Regions from separate parts of the Rattus norvegicus genome. Here region 1 is linked to region 2. Evidence: chromatin contacts called from public Hi-C data. All regions are on one chromosome and are shown on one strand. The core of a region is the stretch at or near the end of the contact, and the rest is flanking DNA. Distances in the headings are between cores, read along the strand shown.

What was found. A called contact is a pair of places that touch in the nucleus more often than the background predicts.
Region 1: a Hi-C map of prefrontal cortex shows a contact between it and region 2, with 4 times the contacts expected there. The contact joins the promoter of Atp13a3 here to the promoter of Xxylt1 in region 2. A contact is called at or near these places in 4 of 12 Hi-C or Micro-C datasets (frontal cortex, hepatocytes, mammary epithelial cells and 1 more).

Annotation. Positions count from the first base shown.
Region 1 is chr11:83,866,036-83,872,717 of GRCr8, forward strand. It overlaps Atp13a3 (ATPase 13A3), which reads left to right and starts at 4,183. Exons shown (of 33, transcript NM_001109369.2): 1 at 4,183-4,365; 2 at 5,010-5,053.
Region 2 is chr11:83,160,936-83,167,337 of GRCr8, forward strand. Xxylt1 (xyloside xylosyltransferase 1) reads left to right here and starts at 2,497. Exons shown (of 4, transcript XM_344027.10): 1 at 2,497-3,100. The coding sequence starts at 2,600.

The DNA of each region.
Region 1 (6,682 bases), core at 2,933-5,432, 710 kb after region 2:
AAAAAATAAATCTTAAACAACAATGACAAAGGGGGGGGGGTTGGGGATTTAGCTCAGTGGTAGAACGCTTGCCTAGCAAGTGCAAGGCCCTGGGTTCAGTCCCCAGCTCCAAAAAAAAAAGAAAAAAAAAAAACAATGACAAAGGGAGGCAGGGAAGTGTGTATGGTCCTGAGTCTTACAAGAAAGGATGGGCTGTGGGTTTGAGAGTTATTAACGTACATGCAGATGATAGCTACAGCCATGGTAGACAAGGTTACCTGGGAAGAATATGTTACTGCATACACTAGAGGTTATCTTTGGCTTTCAGGCAGTGTGTGTGTGAGTGTGCATGAGTGTACATGAGTGTGTGTGTGTGTGTGTGTGTGTGTCTGAGAGAGAGAGAGAGAGAGAGAGAGAGGGAGGGAGAGAGAGAGAGAGAGAGAGAGAGAGAGAGAGAGAGAGAGAACGAGAACAAAGGTTTAACGAAGAGGAAGAATCCCAAGACTATATAATCGAACATAATTGTCTTAGTTAGGGTTTTACTGCTGTGAACAGACACCATGACCAAGGCAACTTTTATAAAGACAACATTTAATTGGGGCTGGCTTACAGGTTCAGAGGTTCAGTCCATTATCATCAAGGTGGGAGCATGGCAGTATCCAGGCAGGCATGGTGCAGGAGGAGCTGCGAGTTCTACATCTTCATCTGAAGGCTGCTAGTGGAAGACTGACTTCCAGGCAGCTAGGATGAGGGTCTTAAGCCCAATGCCCACAATGACACACTTACTCGAACAAGGCCACACCTCCTAATAGTGCCACTCCCTGGGCTAAGCCTATTCAAACTATGACAATAGTTGACAGAAAATGTGATAGAAAGGGGGAGAGATGGTGGGTGAGGAGGAACAAGCCTGCAGTCTCATCACCCACTGGAGGATTGCCACAAAATTTTAAGCCATTCTGGGGTACATAGTGGGTTTCAATCAGTCAAGGTAACATAGAGGGGCATCATCTCAAAAGTAAATAACGGACTGGAGAGAGCTGACAGCCTTCCAGAGTGTCCAGGTCCAATTCTCATCACGTACAGTGTAACTTACACCTGTCTATAACTCCAGTTCTGGGAGTTAACAACCTCTTCTGACCCCAAAGGGTATCAGGCAGGCATGTGGGACACTGACATACATGCAGGTAAAACATTCATATATGCGTGTTGCCTTAGTTTGAAAATTTTGGCTGCATCTTGAAGTCTGGGCTTTTCAAGTTTGTTCTGGCTTGTTGTCTTGAGACAGCGTCTCATACAGTCAAAGTTGGCCTTAAACTCACTATGCTTCTACCTCCCAAGTGCTGATTGTTTGTACAGGCATGAATCACCAAGTGTGGGCTTGTAGTGTCTTTAAAACCCCAACTGGGCTGGAGAGATGGCTCAGCAGTTAAGAGCACTGACTGCTCTTCCTGAGGTCCTGAGTTCAATTCCCAACAACCACATGGTGGCTCACAACCATCTGTAATGGGCTCTGATGCCCTCTTCTGGTGTGTCTGAAGACAAGACATCTACAGTGTACTCATATACATTAAATGGCCTGTAGAATGGCAGGCAGGTACCAAGCCTGACCACCTGTGGGTTCCATCCACAGCATGCAACCAGAGAACCAACTCCAAAAGATTGCCCTCTGACATCCACACTTGTGCCAAGATGTGCCCCCCACTCCCACAAATACATTTAATAACAATTTTTTTAAAAAGCCTGAGTGCATTGACCATAGAGCTTTAAGTAGGTGTGCATTTTAGACAGGACTTTGAGACAGGGTGGAGGATGTGTTCTCCCGAAGAAGGCTGTTGGAGGCTGCCAAAGCAGCATAGTTTAGAAGGGATGGGTGCCAGAGGAATGGAGGTAGGAATTTGCTGTGAAACAGATAGGGTTTGGTGACTCATCACCTGTGACTCATCTATTCCTAATTTCCTAATTCAGATGGTTATGTGATGGTGGTGCTAATAGTTTTGGGTGGGGCAGTTATAAAGGCAGGGAAGAGTTCCAGTTTTGGATACACTGTTGGTGTTTCTCTGTGACCCCCCATAGAGATGCATGACAGGCAGTTGGATATTTGATTCTCTGTTTTGTAAAAGACATCTGGCTGACGTGGGAGTTCAAAGCAAGGGTGGAGATGATCCTCCCAGAGTGAGTGAAGCCGAGTGGGTCCAGCTGTGGGCTTAGGATGCCTCACAATTGCTGCCAACTTAAGGATGCCACTGAGGAAGGCAGAGGTCTTAGTTACAGTGACTTGACAACTGGGAGAGCCTCTGCAGGCTGAGGAAGGAATTTCAGAAGGTGAGGACACATCCACAGTGTCAAATGGGACAGAGATGCTGAGAGGTACCGCTGAAGACAGCTCTGCCCCAATGGTGGATGACACGAAGGCCAAGGGTTACTGTCAATTGAGCAGTGTGTGTGTGTGTGTGTGTGTGTGTGTGTGTGTGTGTGTGTGTGTGTGTGTGTGTGTGTGTGTGTGTGTTTGTATATTCCGTTTGCCAAGAAAGAGTTGAGGAATGAGGAAGTAGAGGCCGTCAGGGAGAGACCACTGTTTAAGAGGGTCAGAATCACTTGATGGCTAATTGAAGAGGGCTCTCTAAGTGGATGGTTGGCTTGACAGTTTTATTTATAGGACCTGAAGAGGCTTGAGCTTGTTTAAGATCTGAGAGGTTAAATAACCTGCTGCTAAGGGAGCTGGGAAGTAGTGTGTGCAGGATTTGTTCAGCCCTGCCCAGGCTTCCTCAATTCTGTACCATTTACTTCAGCACAAGTGAGCTAGGAAACACATTGAGAGCTGAAACACAATGGCGAGCAGGAGTTGGGAAGACACAGCTGTGGTCCATCTTCCTTTACTGTGGTGTCCACATCACCTGGTAGAAAGAAGTCCATGGCTGCTACCCAGGCCCCCAATCACCGCGGTTGGAAAGCAGGGGCAGCATCCTTATTGTTCCCAATGAAGTATATTAGGGCCATGTATCTAGGGCACATTACTGACCCAAATGCGGTGCCATTCTCCACTGTGGACCAAGAGGTTGGACGCTCCATGCCTCTCTGGTGGACGGTGACCAAGTGTGGGAACAGAAGTTGAGGGCAAGCTGTTCCCTCCTCTAAGACAGTTAAGTAGCTAAAAGTTATGTTTGAAGGAAGGCGGGAGAACAATAACGAGTGATGTCCAGGCGTCTGGGATGCAGGTGAAGTCGACTCAGAGTGGAAAGATGGCGGAGCTGGTAGCAGCAGGTGGCAGGCTCAGCTTCCCGCGCTCAAAAGAGCGGAAGGCAGTGAAAACCAAAACCGCGATTTGAATATCCGGGCGGGGCAGTGCCCCAAGATAAATCTCTTGTGGAGGGAAGTATTTAATTTGCTTCCAGCGCTGTCGGAAGAAACTCCTCCCTAAGGCCGGGCTGTCTCCCTTATGGAAGCTTTCTCTTACCTACCTGACAGTTCTCTGTCCCACTCCCGCGGGCTAGGCCAGGAGTTCCATTGGAATTAAAGTGTTTTGTTTTTGGTGTAGGTGGGGATAAAGGAGGGAAAGAATCTGGGTCCGGAGGAGCTAGGAGCTAGGACTTCGCTCTCCACCTTGCTAGCACAGGCGTCCTTCTGATTGCCACTCTAGACAAGCCTGCACTTATCACTGGGCCTCAGTGTCTTTGTTTAGAAAATGGGACTTTGGACTATGCTCTTCTTGCGTTGCAAGCAACACACAGTTGATCGCCTACCGCAAAACGTGTCCTAAAGAGCATCCCGCTAGCGGTTCTTGCTTAGGCGGGCTGGGGGCCCGTAAGCGGGGAGGTGGGCGGAACCACAGGGTTGCCCCGCCCCCTGACGGCCCCTCCGCGCTGGGCTCTGGGATGAGGCAATCACGTGACCTCACATCCGGCGCGGGAGTCCTGAGCTCGCGGGGCGCTCCCCGTGTGCCCGCCGGCCCTCCCCGCAGCGTGACCGGGCGCCGAGGCCGCGGGGAGGGGGTCTGCTTCGTCGCCGACGGCGGGTGGCCGCTTCGCAGCGCAGACCGCCTCCCTCCCCTGCCGGTCTTCCGCGCCGCGCTCCCTTGTTCTCGCCCTGCCGGGCTGCACGCCGTCGCCGCTGCCGCTGCCGCAGGCGCCGACAGCGGAGCGCGGGCGCCCCTGCGCCCGGTGCGGCCCGGGCCCCGCCGCGGCGTCTCTGTTCCCACAGCCGGAGCCGCGACGCGCGGCGGCGGACCCTCGAGCCCGAGCGACCCGCGGCCGCCGGCTCCGGCCGAGGGCGATGGGGCTGGGCTGAGGAGAGGCGGCGGCGGTGGCGAAAGCGGCCCCCCGGCCCCCTGCGGCCTTTTGGCTGCCCGGGCCGGGAGGCCGCGGAGAAGTCGGCCGGGCGGCGCGGCTGGTGAGTGACTGGGCGAGCGGGGTGTGGGGCCGGAGGGGAAGGTGATGGAGAGGCTGGAGGCGTCGCCCGGGTGGCGGGTACCAGGTGGATCTACGGCTACTTCCTCGACCGGGATCGGACATCACTTCTCTGGGAAGGGGTGTGTGACAGGGAGAGGGTGCGAGACCCGGTACTGTCTGGGAGCACGTGTGCGTGTGGAGGTCTGGCGTGCACCGGCTGCGTGCGGGCCGGCCGGCCCGGTAGGCCAGCTGGTCTACAAAGTCCAGAAGGTGATGCGTGCCCAGAGCAAGAATGTGGGGAGGGTCCCAGATGGGTGCGTGTGCCGGTGCTGACTGTCTGAAGCCACTGAGGAGTCAATTACCCTGGCTATCAGCACACTTTACACTGATAACCGAGGTCCAGAAAGGAAAACGGACTTGAGGTGTCAACACTCCAGATTAAGAAGAGAAAGGCAGGGCTGTGAGGAGGACTAGAAAAACCCGGATCCCTTTGCGCCTCACGCAGTCAGTCAGACTGTTGGCCTGGTGGGGTGTGAAGTTGGGAGTTGGGGAAGGAATAGTATTTGGCGATTGACAGTAACTGTTTGGGGCTTCCCAATTTGGAAAGCTTTTGTGACAGGTGTTCATTGTTTACTTTCCCCTTAGGTCTGACAGAATCATCCTGGGATCTTGGTGTCTGGACATAAGAGGTATGAATCACTTATATAATTAGCTCCTAATCATTAATGTTTTAGAGCTATATTTAGTGGTTTGTGTTAGTACAAAATGAATGGGGTATGGAGTCATAAACCCAGAAACTTACATGAGTCTGAACTGAATGTAACATAAGATTATGTTAAGGGCGCTTTTGAATCTATGGAGCAGGACATCAGGAGTGTTTAAATTGAAGAAAGGTGGGGGGTCTTTCGTGAGGAATACAGTTCTAGAAGTTTTGAGGCTAACATGTAAGTTTATTATTGTTATTTTTTACTTGCATATATGTTCGAGTATGTATGTGAAATACGTGGATGCCTTTGGAGGCCAGGCCTTTGGAAACCGGAGTTACAGGTGGCTGTGAGCTGACTGCTGTGGTTAGGTACTAAGAACAGCAAGCACTTTTTACTGCTGAGCTGTCTTTCTATCTCCAGTGTAATTTTATTCTGGAAGGGCCGGCACATCATTAAACGCGCTCCACCTTTGATTAGAATCAAACCTTTTTGCTAAAACTGGCATCGGTTTTGTTTTCTTGGAATACATGTACATTCTTTTGGAGGATTGTTGCTTTGCTGAATAGGCTATAGTTTCCAAAATTGATTGTGTGGACTTCTATCCCATCAGGGTTTAACAACAACTTCAAAAGTACAGTTTCTGGAAGGTTTGTTTTTTTGTTTTTTGTTTTTTTTTTCAATAGTAAGTTGGTTAATGATTGTTGTAGAAGAAGAAAAAAAAAGATATTGCTTTAGCCTCCTGAACAGTTGTATTACAGGTAGCACCGCTAAGTTTCCCCTAGAGGATACTATTTCTTTTCCTGGTGTTAACATCTGCTCTCCCCAGCTCCCCACCCCCACCTCCAATCATTTCTCTTTAGATTAGGTTGAGGATGGAGTAGTTGAGATTTTTAAGCATTGTTAGATCAGCAGTGCCTGTTTTGGTTATGGGATTAGGCAGAAAACGTGATAATTTATTTGCTTCTTTTAAGTACAGTTAGATGAAAATATTAAGTGGCAGTATATTTTTGAAAACAGTTGATTAAGTTTTAGGTTGATGGAGTTCTATGATTGATTTCTTTGCCCAGGCCAACCAATAACAGAAATTGAAATCTTAATTTAGAATTAGTTTGAGTGAGATGATATAAATTCCTATATTGGTATTAAAATAGTTTCATAGATAGAAGAAAACTCATGTCCAATGAGGTGCTTGGTTCTGTTACCCGATATTAACTCTAACATAGTTCAGCTGGTTTCTTTTGTCCTTAATAACCATGTCATGCTTCTTCTTTTTTTTTTAAATTATTTTTATCTTGTATATACATTAGTGTTTTGCCTGAATGTATGCCTGTGTGAGGTGTCCAATCCCCTGGAACTGTAGTTGTGAGCTGTCATGTGGCTGCTGGGAATTAAACTGGAAGAGCAGCCAACGCTCTACTGAATCATCTCTCCAGCCCAAAATGTTTATTTTTCAAATACTGATTCTTCTGTGAATAAGTGTTTGCGGTTGGGGATATAGCTCAGTTGGTAAAGTGCTTGCTACTGTGTATGAGGCCCTGGGTAATATCCTGGATGTTGTGTGAAATGCTTGGAATTTGTGCAAGGGAAGAAGAAGTTAAAAGCCTCCTCAGC
Region 2 (6,402 bases), core at 1,247-3,746:
TCGAGCTCCAAGAGATGGAGCTTCAGGAGCCAGGACCTTAGTCACACAGGCCATAGGTAGCTTAAGCTGCCAGCTCGCTCTGAGCTGAGCACGGTGCTGCTTCAGCTTGCCAAGTTGCTGTGATCTCAGGCTCCCACGTTTTTATCTGTTAGGGCTAAGTATTTTGGTATATTGTTATTTCTTCAGGACAAGGATAAATTCTTAGACGTGAAATGCTGGTTTGATAGGTAAGAATTCTGAAGCTTTCTCAGTGGATCAGATGCTGTGTTCAGTATTGGAAATATTTTTGATGAAAAAAAAAATAGAAAATATCCACCGTTCTCTTGGAGTCTATTCAACAAGGAAACACGGACTAGGTGGTATATAGGCGGATGTCATAGAATCACTAGGGATGGTTCAAGCCCCCACACTATATGGGAAGGAGTTTAGAGGTCATGAGCCATGGTCTGAAGTAGATACGGAAAGCATGCCACAGGAAAAAAACCTGATACCTGGTCAGGAATGATATACTTTGGCCAAAGTTAAACTTATTCCTAAATGGTACACATCAGGATTTTGTCTACATAGCCATATTGTGATACACCCAAGTATGTGGATTTTAAGCTGAGAAAAGGTCACCTACCCGCACCTGAGTTTTCACTTGCTGATTTCCCCGTGAGAATACATGCCAGACAAGAGCAGGGCCTCTCTTTCTTCACTATGTCCTGGGTATCCTTGTGCTTGGGATCAGTAGGTGCTCCTGGTCAGCTTAGTACTCAGGGGCTGCCACGAACCCACCGCTGCAGTTTCCGTAGTGGTATACTTAAGCCACAACATTAAATTTCCCCACGGGCAGCGAATAAGGCAAGGTAAGCTACAACTTAGGGTTAAATTCTGGAAATAAAAATGCTGGTTTGGTCGAGGTTTATTCTTTATATCAGGCATCAGGCAGATTATTTTGAGAATTATTTGAGTATTTTCTTGACCTTGGTTTAAGTTGCTTTATTTCTTTGGCATGAATTAAAGGGCTAAATGTCTGAAAATAAGTCATTAGTTGAAAAATTGTTGAATAATGAGAGAGAGAGAGAGAGAAACAGAGACAGATCACTTGATCGATGTTATGGGTGGGGACTAAAAGGTACAAGTTGCAGAATTATTTAGAGATTTGGGGTAGTATTTATAAACACCTCAGAAAAGTTGCGGTTACTAATTTTTTTTTATAGCTATTGGATATTTACACTTATTTTGGTAAGTTTAATGTCTCCTGGATTTAAGTTATTCAATGTCAGGCACCTTATTGTCTTTCCTATCTGCGATGGTGATGTTGCCTTTCTTTTACATCTGGGCATAATTGTTCTCAGAGTAAGCACGTAACCACTGGGTGTGTAATAGTTGGCAGCGGTAGAGCTGGCCTGGACTTCCTGTCCCATGTGTCCATGGAAAATACAACTCAGAACTTGAATTACTCACTGAATATGAGTTGTGCTTTGGAAATCACATGCTTTGGCCTGTTGCAAATATCTGCATATCATGGAATTGTAAGGATCAGATGACTTTACCAACTGTGATCATTCTGCCCTCTTGGGGTCCCCCTGCCGGTGGTGAGTAGTATGTGTTGAACCCGCCGGGCCTGTTTCAGAGGTTGGCTGCTTTTCAGATTTGTTGTTCCCGTGGAAAAGGACAGAGTTGGAAGCACGTGATGCTGGGGCAGGTGAATGCCATCCTCGGGGGCAAGGCTAGCCCGTTGTATACTCGGGAACATTTGAGCATTCTTACCTCCACCGCTTTGAAGCATGCAGACCAATTTCCTTCAGAACTTTTGTTATATCGCCAAGTCTTAAAAACCTGAAGTTAATGAATTTTTGTCTGCCTGGCATTGTTGACTGATGATGGTTAAATGGCTGCAGGCTAGTGCTTTGTTAAGTCACTTCAGTATGCCCCAGTTAAGATTTTTCAAAACTTTCTGGGACATCTCATGTTTTCCCTCAAGTCTTGCAAGCCAATTAAACAATTTTGGTGTTTCTTGGGAGCTCTCTGCAGGGACTACAGTTTTGGACAGTAAAGTCCCCCTGCTGGCCATGGATATTCTCCGGGTTATCCCAGAGGTGTGAAGGGAGATGGGGAAAGCCATTTTCATTTGGGGTGTTAATAAACCTATGTGTGAAACAAGAAGGACCTTCTGGTTTAAATGTTTCAACTCTAGGTAGTTTCCTAACTAGTGGAGAGGGAGGGAGAAGGTCAGGGAGAAGGAGAGGAAGAGGGAGGAGAGAGAGAAGACAAATGTGGAGACAGAAAAGGTAGCTTTATCTACATAAGTCTTATATTGAAGCGTTTGTTATTTCAAGACCAAGATTCCCCCTCTAGCAGGCCGACCCAGTCTAGGGTCTGGTGTCAGCCTCTCAAGTCTGGCAGCCAAAATCTGCAAAGGAGAGCTGGCGTCTAACCCGTCGGAACCTAGGACCTAGCGGCTGCGATGGCCCCGCCCTTTAGGTGTCCACGGTCACGATTGGCTCCCGGCAGCGCGGTCCCGCCCCCGCTATGGCCGCCGCCCGCTGCCGGGCTCCGGGCCCTGGAGTGCTGCTTTGAGTGGGCCCGGCTGCTGGGCCGCCGGCTCCGGCGCATGGACCTCCTCCGAGGCGGGGCCGCGTGCGCTCGGGCCATGGCGCGCCTGGGCGCGGTGCGCTCGCACTACTGCGCACTGCTGCTGGCCGCGGCGCTGGCAGTGTGCGCCTTCTACTACCTGGGCTCGGGCCGGGAGACCTTCTCCAGCGCCACCAAGAGGCTGAAGGAGGCCCGCGCCGGGGCCGCCGCGCCCACGCCGCCCGTGCCCGAGCTGGCCCGGGGCTCCGCGGCGCCGGCCTCCGGTGCCAAGGCCAAGAACCTGGAGGGCGGCTTGGCGGTCCCGGTGGACTACCACCTGCTCATGATGTTCACCAAGGCGGAGCACAACGCGGCGCTGCAGGCCAAGGCTCGAGTGGCGCTGCGCTCCCTGCTGCGCCTCGCCAAGTTCGAGCCGCACGAGGTGCTTAACCTCCACTTCGTGAGCGAAGAGGCCAGCCGCGAGGTGGCCAAGGCCCTGCTGCGGGAGCTCCTGCCGCCCGCCGCCGGTTTCAAGTGCAAGGTGAGAGGTGGATGGCCCACGTCTGTTCTCTGAGCTGTCACTGGTAGCTCCAGTGAGCGGTGTTCGATTCCTGTGCCTGTAGCCTGTCTAATATCCTCTACCCTGTCCTGCACATGCTTGTCCAGCGTCCTGGAGATCTGGTCTGGGGGCGTGTCCTAGAGTCAGACTAACTGGGATGGATCGGCAGCGTTAACTAGTCCCTCTCCCGCTTCATCCGGCACCGTTTCCTGAAAGATCAGCCCGCCCTATTTTGCTAGTTTCCCAGAGTTCATTCATAAGAAGTGCCTTTACAGTCTACACTCCTCATATTCTTTGACTTCTGAGAATGGAATTGTCCCTTTTGAAGGCACACAATAGTCATCACTCTGAGCTGTCTTCTAGTCAGGATCTTGGGGAGGCCTCTAGAAGTATCAGGGTTAAACTGGAATTCCTCAGTAGTATTCTGGGGGCGGGGGGGGGGGAGGATCTCATGTCCTCTCTGTGTCCTTTTCCCTCTTGCCCTTAAGAACGTGAACCAGTTAGATAAGCCACAAGTTCCTCCTCCAGAGGAAAAGCTCCAAGGGATACAGATTTGAACCCACCAGCCTGACTTCCCAGCAGCTCCCACCTCTTCTGGCCTCTGATTTATCACCTGCCTCTGTTTGTCCAGGATTGGGTTCTTGACCTACGAGCTTGTTACTCTCATCAACTTGCTTGCCCTATCTATTTTGATGCATTGGTTGTCCGGAGGGGGTTCAGAGTCTGATTATTGGGAAAGAGGGGCCGATGGTCTTTAAGGATGGAATCTGATGTTGGTGGAAGATATTGAATCAAGAGCAGAATTCCTTGTCCCTGTACCTAGCTTGGTGCCAGGGACCATGCTGTGTTCAGGGGTCCAAGGCAGTTTTGTGTTGACTAGAGTGATGTCCCTGTTGCTTGGTAGAGCTCTTCCTTGACTCTCCTTCCTGGACTCATGGCTATGCCCTCAGTTTCTTTTGTTTTTTGGGCTTGCTATCCAGACCACACTGGCCTTGACCAGTCTTTTTCTGCCTTTGTCTCCGAGTGTTGGATCACAGGTATGCATAGCCCTGATTGGATTGACTATTATTATTATTTTAAAAGGATCTCACTCTGTAGTCTAAACTAACCTGGGAACTCATTGTGTAGCTCAGGCTGGCTTCGAACTTGTGCCAGCGCTCCTGAGTGCTCCACTCTTTGTGCGCCACCACACCTGGCTCCCAGACTATATCGAGTACGTCCTTATGTTCGGGAACCTTCCAAGCCTGACCCACCGTAGCCTGAAGGACCTTTCCATTCCTGCTCCCCTCATAGCACTGAAGATAGGACAACCGCTATGGTCAGGAAAGGGTACCTGGACTGGAATTTCACCCTGTAGGATCTAGAAGTGTCTTTCACCAGGGGTTTGTTCCAGAGCCTATCCTGCTTTGCTTATCTGCAGTCTCCAGAGGTAACTCAGCCTGTCCCTGTTTGATCCCAGCATTCTAACATTGGAGAAACCTTACTATTCCAGGGAGAAGACATAGGGCCAGTCTAGGCAGGTCTTGGGTTTCACCAGGTCACCTTGAAGACCAGCATGCTCTGCTGCAGCAGGGAGAGCAGCTGGGGCCTGCTCTGCATTTCCAGATTCCTGCCCTTCATCAGGTATGCACACTGTAGCCTAGCCTGTGTGCCTAACTAAGCTCATGTCATTCCCTGTGTTGGATACTGTCTCCATCCCAAATCCTGCTGCTCTTCCAATGCCGTCAGCTCCTTGGAGGCGTGCAGGGGACGGACCCACGGCTGAAGAGTCTGTGTTTTTCCCATTGATAATTTCCCGCTGTGGTGCTTTGCCATATCACCTGCCTCTACACAGTTCCTGCCCTGTAGTTGGCCTGAAGGTCAGACTGCTGTCTTGGAGTATGTGTTTCCTGCTCCGTGGAGCCCATCTCTGACAGCTACAAGCCCTCACACAAAGCTTGGTGGCAGCTGCAAATGACCTGAAGAGACTGTCACCTTTCCTGTTGAGGTGTAAGCTAGTGGTTCTAACTCAACAGTTGTTAACCTGTGGGTTGAGACCCTTTTGGGAGTTGACTGACTCTTTCACACAGGGGTCACCCAGGACCAGCAGAAAACACAGATACTTACATTACAAACGGTAGCAAAATTACAGTTAAGTAGCAACAAAAATAATGTTATGGTTGGAGGTCACCACAACATGAGGAACTATTATTAAAGGGTCACAGCATCAGGAAGGTTGAGAGCCACTTCTCTAACCACTTCTCTAACCACTTCTCTAACCTTTAGCAGCAGGCAGCTAAAGGCTTATCAATCTTGGGGTCACATTGCTCCCCTTGATTATAAATTTGTATTTTGTGAAGCTGTTTCTGTGGTAAAAGGTACCCCTGCTCCCCAAAGAAGGCTTGCTTCACTTGCTGTCATTTGATTCTTGCTGGGCTTTGTAAAGGTCCCTATACCACAAGCCATTCACCGGTGCCTTCAGTCTTCCTAGAATGTGCTCCAGCTCTGTCCTGCCTGCAGGGTTAGGAAAGTGCTGTGACGCTGACCACACTCCTGCCCCTGGCATCTCTTAGCTGCCCTGTCTGCCCCTGACACCACACTCTTGGTGTATGAGCATCTTTTGTTCAAGAACTTATTTCTTTCAGCACTGATTAGGAAATCAGAACTTCTCGAACAGGTCAAAGCACCGTGAAGACCTTCAGGAACAGACTCTGCAAGGCCACCGGGGAGTGGCTGCCTCCGAGGTGACCCAAGGTGAAACAGCATCCAGACTACAGTTTCTCCCTTTTGAAGATTACCTCTCTGTGTGTCTCTGTCTCTGTCTGTCTATCTGTCTGTCTGTCTGTCTCTGGAGGTGGCTCCTCGGTACCCAGCCTTCTAGAGACAGCCTGGGGCTTGTTCCAGGGAGAGCCTGGCACTCTGTCATGTCCACAAGATATAGAGCTGGCACAGGACTGTGTCTGTGCTCACAGTCGCATTCCCAAGTCACCTTCAAGTGATAAACACCGGAAATAAATAGAGAACGTTTTAGTAACCTTGGGTTATGTTACGGTTAATTAAATATTAGAAGAAACATTCAGGGAACCAGAAAAAAGTCTCATTTTGACTCTTAGAGAGAAAATTTCGAAATGTGTTAGCTTGTTATGTCCTGACCGTGGGAGTACTTTGTAACCAAACGTCTGAACCTGCTGTGTCCCAGTTACCAATGTAGGAGCTGCTTGGATAGTCCATCTTTCCACTCCAATCACATGCTCCCTAATAATACTAAAAACCTCCTGGGTCATGCCCCGGTCTCTGGTCCACAC